Linked DNA regions of Mus musculus: region 1 is linked to region 2. Evidence: chromatin contacts called from public HiChIP or PLAC-seq data. All regions are on one chromosome and are shown on one strand. Each heading gives the region's core, a stretch centred on a gene start, on an enhancer-like site or on the middle of the called end of the contact. The rest is flanking DNA. Distances are from core to core; before and after follow the strand shown.

What was found. HiChIP or PLAC-seq counts read pairs in DNA pulled down with a chosen protein or histone mark.
Region 1: an H3K27ac HiChIP or PLAC-seq map of heart atrium shows a contact between it and region 2, with 7 read pairs. The contact joins two enhancer-like sites. A contact is called at or near these places in 49 of 484 Hi-C or Micro-C datasets (8-cell embryo, the AML12 cell line, B cells and 33 more), 22 of 115 datasets of contacts at active chromatin or transcription factors (CD4 single positive thymocytes, CD8 T cells, bone marrow-derived macrophages and 13 more) and 4 of 9 other capture datasets (adipose tissue, embryonic stem cells, liver and 1 more).

Annotation. Positions count from the first base shown.
Region 1 is chr3:123,323,223-123,325,922 of GRCm38.p6, reverse strand. The region is part of intron 8 of Sec24d (Sec24 related gene family, member D (S. cerevisiae)); the gene reads right to left. Among named protein-coding and RNA genes, the nearest start is that of Sec24d, 57 kb to the right of the region's middle. Within about 2 kb of position 1,397, at least 15 of the 459 cell types and tissues checked have an H3K27ac peak or open chromatin away from gene starts, as enhancers often do. A contact at or near this core is called in heart atrium and uterus, where this site is marked.
Region 2 is chr3:123,189,603-123,192,302 of GRCm38.p6, reverse strand. All of the region lies in intron 1 of Synpo2 (synaptopodin 2), which reads left to right. Among named protein-coding and RNA genes, the nearest start is that of Synpo2, 45 kb to the left of the region's middle. Within about 2 kb of position 1,357, at least 10 of the 459 cell types and tissues checked have an H3K27ac peak or open chromatin away from gene starts, as enhancers often do. A contact at or near this core is called in heart atrium and uterus, where this site is marked.

The DNA.
Region 1 (2,700 bases), core at 148-2,647, 130 kb before region 2:
TACAGACATGGTCTTGGCACGGGTGGCGGGAGAAAGGTAGTGTTACCATTGTTTCTATCCAGAACAACTTTATATCTCTAAAAGGCACTTAGCACATGAAAAACTGTCTCTAATGGGGGTGGGGGGAGGCAGTTAGAGCTGGACAGTATGAACTGTACTGGGGTTTCTGAAGACAAACTTCTCAGTTACTGCAAAATGTTCTCATAAAAAAAAAAATGATCTAGAGGAGAGGAAATCTCCTATCTTCCAGGACACCAGAATACAGTTATGAACTAGTTGTTAAAAACCGAGAGGCATTTCTAAGCATCTAGGAATTTGCTTCAAACCTACACATGGATGTACACAATAATGTTTGTACATAAACCTTTCATCTGAAAGACATAAGCTGGCCGGAGTTTGCTCTTCTTAGCCAGTAGCAATAAAAAATGATCCAGGAACCAGAGGGGGCGGGAAGATGCAGGCACCAAACAAAAAGACAGAGAACAAAGTGACTAGAGAGACGGGAAGAGTATGGAAGACAGCAGCCAATGGCCCTGCCCGGGTTACTGCTTCTGCTCTTTACCTCCGGGACCAGAGGACACCTTCTGAAGCCCTAATAAGGAGGAGTTCTGAAGTTTGCCTTTGCTGTGGCCAGATTCTACTTTTTCATCCGTTTGTCTCCAAAGACTTCAAAGACTACAATACATTCTCAGAAATACTTCAGAAACAAATACGACACAATTATTTGCTAGACAAGCCAGTGGGAACAGAATATAATTTGCCTTTCCTTTCGGTATTACGATTTGCCCAAAGGCAGACCTTGCCTAAAATGTCTGGGAACTATCACCGATTACCATGTAAACATTCCAGTCCTGGCAGATCTGAACTCACAGAACGAAGCATGGATGCCTAGCAAGTCAAGTCAGAACTTTATCTCGCAATTAAGAACACTTAGGCTTCCCTGTGCTCCGTCTTTCGGAAAGCAGACGGTGATATCGGGAAGGTCTTCAGACAACCGGGGTGGCAGCAAAGAATGTTAAAAGCTTTTTAACTGTTTATGTTTTATTTGGGGGGCGACAGAGGAGGGTTTTTAAATGGCACAGTCTTGTTTAATCTCTCAGGTTGTGTTGAAAACCATCAAGATTTATTCTCCCTCCGTGTGTCCATTTGTTGGCTCCATGGTAGTATGCATAAGCTCGGAAAGAGTTAAGCTGCCTTTTCTTCTATGTTTAATTTTAGTGTGTGCAGAAATGTGTGTGTGTGCATGTGTGCATGTGTGCACGTGTGTGTGTGTGTGTGTGTGTATGAAATTCCTCCTTCTCCAGAGCCAGCTAAGCTGCTTGCTTTCCTTAGCCAGGGCTTTGCACCACACCTTCCCCAGCAGTGTCTTCTAAGAACGCTTTTACCTTTGGCCTCTATTCCACTCCTGCTCACTCTCCCCCCCACCTTTTCTATTATTAGTTCTGCTGCCATGTCGCATGAGTTTATCAGCATGTAAGTGACAGGGTCACGGAAGGTCAAGGACTAGGATGAACTTGTCTCTCCTGTTTTAGGGCTATCAAGGGTGTGGAATAGTCTATTGATACTATTTTTATTAAAATGTCTTCATTGAACAAAATGTATCCTTTTTGTGTACGTAAAATTACCGCTCAGAGTTGGCCAACAGGGTCCTATAGACTGTGCAAACATTGCAGGCTATTGCCAGGTCTACTGGCTACTCTCCACCGACTGATGGTTAGACCCTATTGCTAAAGAAACTAATATCAAATATGTAGAAATCGCACTGGTGCTAAGTAGAAGTTTCACTCCTAGAATTCATAGTTACTCTCTGCATGCTAGTTGGGGAGAAAAGTAATCGTTAATGTTGCCTAGCTACCAACCCTAGGACCTACAATAGCAATCAGCCTACTAGCACAATAGTAGCAGAAACTTTATGCACATCACTGAGCACTTTTTGCTTGAATGTTAGGCCTAATCCAGGAGATAGAACCCATACCTGATACTGCTAAGGTGGCCAGGAACCTGACACTAGATAGGTCATGGGCCTACAGGAAAACCTACTGCTTGTTATAAAGGGACACAGCAACAAAATGACTCCTGATAACACACTGCTTTACCCACACATCAGAACACTGCTCAGCCCTCATCAGAGAAGCCTCTTCGTGCAGTAGATGGGAACTGTTAACACAGAGACCTACAACTGGACACTGTGCAAAGACTAAGGAGACGCGGGGGCACTCAGCCACCCCCACACAGATATGAGATCTCCATCAACCCCTCCTTCTAGGCTCACGCATCTCTGTGGAAGAGGAGGTGGGAAGATTGTGAGAGCCAAAGGTGATGGATGATGGCCAGGAAAACAGCTTTTTGTTGTTGCTATTGTTATTATTGTTGTTTTGTTTTGTTTTTCAGACACAACAGGATGGATGCACCTCTGAGTTCACAGAGCCCGTGGCAGCACACAAGACCTGCGCAGGTTCAAACCAGACACAATCTCAGCTCTGAGAAGGGGAAGTGGACACGAGACCCCACCCCTAAGAAGCGGTCTATAACTGGTATCTGCGAGTAAAGAAAGAAAAAAATCGTTTTCTCCAGTGGAGTGTCTCTAATTCTATCAACCACGTTTCAGGGCAGGCTCCGTGCCCAGGAACAGCAGGCCAACAGAAAACGAATTCTGTGTTTTTGATGTGTGCACTTTGTGTTTTAGTAATTTTTTTGTGT
Region 2 (2,700 bases), core at 108-2,607:
TGGGAGTTTTTAGGTGACCACAACGAGGTTGTATAGTGTCAGAAAGTTGTTGTTAACTGTAGAAGTGACCTTTAAGGAGACATTGGGTCCTGGCCACTTCCTTTCTGTCCTTCTTGCTTTCTGGTGGATAATTTGCTGGGTCACGAAATTCAATGTGCTTTGCTTACCTTCACTGGATTCTTTAAAACTATGGATCACAATAAACATTTTTCTTTAAAAGTTGCTATTTCAGTCACAGTCTCGGAAAGCTGACTAACTAACATGGGAGGTGAGCTGGAGAGGGACCCAGGAGGATGAGGGGGGTTCCCTGGGCAGCAGCCTACCTAGAGTTCTTGTGGTCTCTGGTTGAGCAGGGGATGTTTATGGAGTTGAAGGGCTGGAACACAGCAACAAAGAGGGGAGAGGGAGACTGGGGATAGGATGTGCAGGCACCCAGAGATTGAGGGATGTCTGCTGGTGGGTGGCCTATCTGGCCTTCTAGAGGCCACTATGGCTTGTGGTCTGGCAGGGGACCTCTACCAGAGTTGGGACCTGGGATATGGTGATAAGAAGGGGAGGGACAGTTGGAGGTAAGGTGGGTGGTGTGAGCATTGTGAGTGGGTGATACACTTCCTCCAACAAAGTCATATCTACCTCAACAAGGACATACCTCCTAATAGGACCACTCCCTAATGACCAAGCATTCAAATCTACAAACCTGAGAGGGCCATTCCTATGCCAACCACAACAGGAAGAAATGACCTTTCATGTTTGGTCAGTGTCTGGGTTTACCGAAAAAAAAAACTGCTGCAGTCACAGAACACAGAGAGCTTGCAGTGAGCAAAGGAGAGAAGCATGTGGGAGCTAAGCTATGAGTAGTTGGCTCTTCAGATTTTCTAGCAGTTAAAGCAAAGTTTAAAAGAGGTGCATCATCAAATGATACAATAAAACACAGGCTCCCTGAGAGGCTGTCATAAAATATAAAAGCTATAAATTATGATTTACACAGTCCAGGAGTCTTTGCCTTAGCAGAGGCAGGAGACTGCCAATACCTTACAGTACATGGACAGCTCCGCTCGTCCGGAACATTTATCCGCAGGCAGCCACCATGCCTCTGCCCACTGTGGAGCTTACTTTACAATCTCAACCCTGAAACATCATCAGGTTACCCCTTTAGCTCCTGATTTGTCTTATTTGGATTTCTGAGGGGCACCAGGGGGGAGCCAAGACTGTCTTCCCTCTAGTCTCTTTCTGGAACTTTCCTTTTCTCAGGAAATTAATCCCCTCAGTCTGATTGATAGCATACTGTTGTTGGTACAGCATGCACCACCTCCTCTGGATGTCAGAAAGTGTTGGGCAGAGAAACAAGATGAAGTTCCTGCTACCCTTGTGTGTTCCTTAATAGAGCTTGCTCAACACCAAGCTATTCAGAGTGATGGACACAGTGTATTAGGGCTACTTTTAGTGATGCTCTAGAGCTTATGTTTTCTAAGGATATGGTTTTATCTGTATTGAAAAGGTTCAACCGTGCATATATTTGGGAAAGGAAGGTGTTCATGTCCGACAGATGAACGTGATGATGACGACTTACTATATAGATCGAATTCTTTTTAGCTTTAGCTTTGCTATTGACTTGGGGTGGGGGCTTTTAGGTGTTCTTCCAACTGCACTGACCTAGAAATATGAAGGTCCACTATCTCCACCCTTCTAATGTGCTATGGTAACCTTGAGCTTATCCAGGGAAGAAGAGGAGGAGGCTTGTCTTGCCAAGCGTCCAGGATCTGTAGAGGCCGGTGTGCTCCCATGACAGCAGGTTGGCTAGGCAACCTGGAGTGCGCTTGCAAACAAGCCTGGATGTTCTTGCCTGGTTGGCTGCCATTCCCTAAGAAGGCAAGTAGGTACGATAAATTGGACAGTAATGGCTGATGTGCTAACCTTTGAGAAGTGTTGGTATTTTACGGCCAGGGGTTTGTTTGGACAGGACTACTTATCTCCTGAAGGGATTTGTGCACTAATTAGTCAGAGGCAAACTTAAAAAAATATTAGGAACCATTATCTGTGATCACACTTAGGAAATAAGAGGCCTTCCACTAAAGTCAAAAGCATTGATCTTTGAGAAAGCTTGCCAACATGCATTAAATTTTGTGTGGGAAGAAGTACATTTTAAATAGGCCCCACTAAACTAAACCAAATCAAAACAAAACAAGAAACCCTTCAAGCAAGAAACAAACAGATGGCCAAGACCTTATTAGGCTGCTACTTTAATCCTTGAAACCCCACACCAGCTCCAGTGGCAGATGCTGCTTACACCGTTTCTTGAGAAAAAAAATGAGACACTTCATAGCAAGCCAGACCCACACAGATATAAAATATGCATTTTAACCCTCTTTTCTTTGTTTCTTTTAAATTAAGTGTCTGCTGATGGAGATTAAACTATTTATTAGAATACACTTACACACTAGGGTCTTACACCTAATTATCTCAAGATACTGTGAGGCAATGTCTGTGTTACATATTTACATTCATATATAACTATTATGGTAAATCCTAAACAAATACAGATAGATAAAAAGGAGTTTCAGAAACTGGCTTGTAGCTGACCTTCTTACCTTATATACCCATCATATTAGAGCCTTACAATGTTACAGTAAGTACATTTTTTCTGATATAAATGTTTTATTTTTCTGTGTTTTTTTTTAGTTGCTATTGATGTGCACGAGT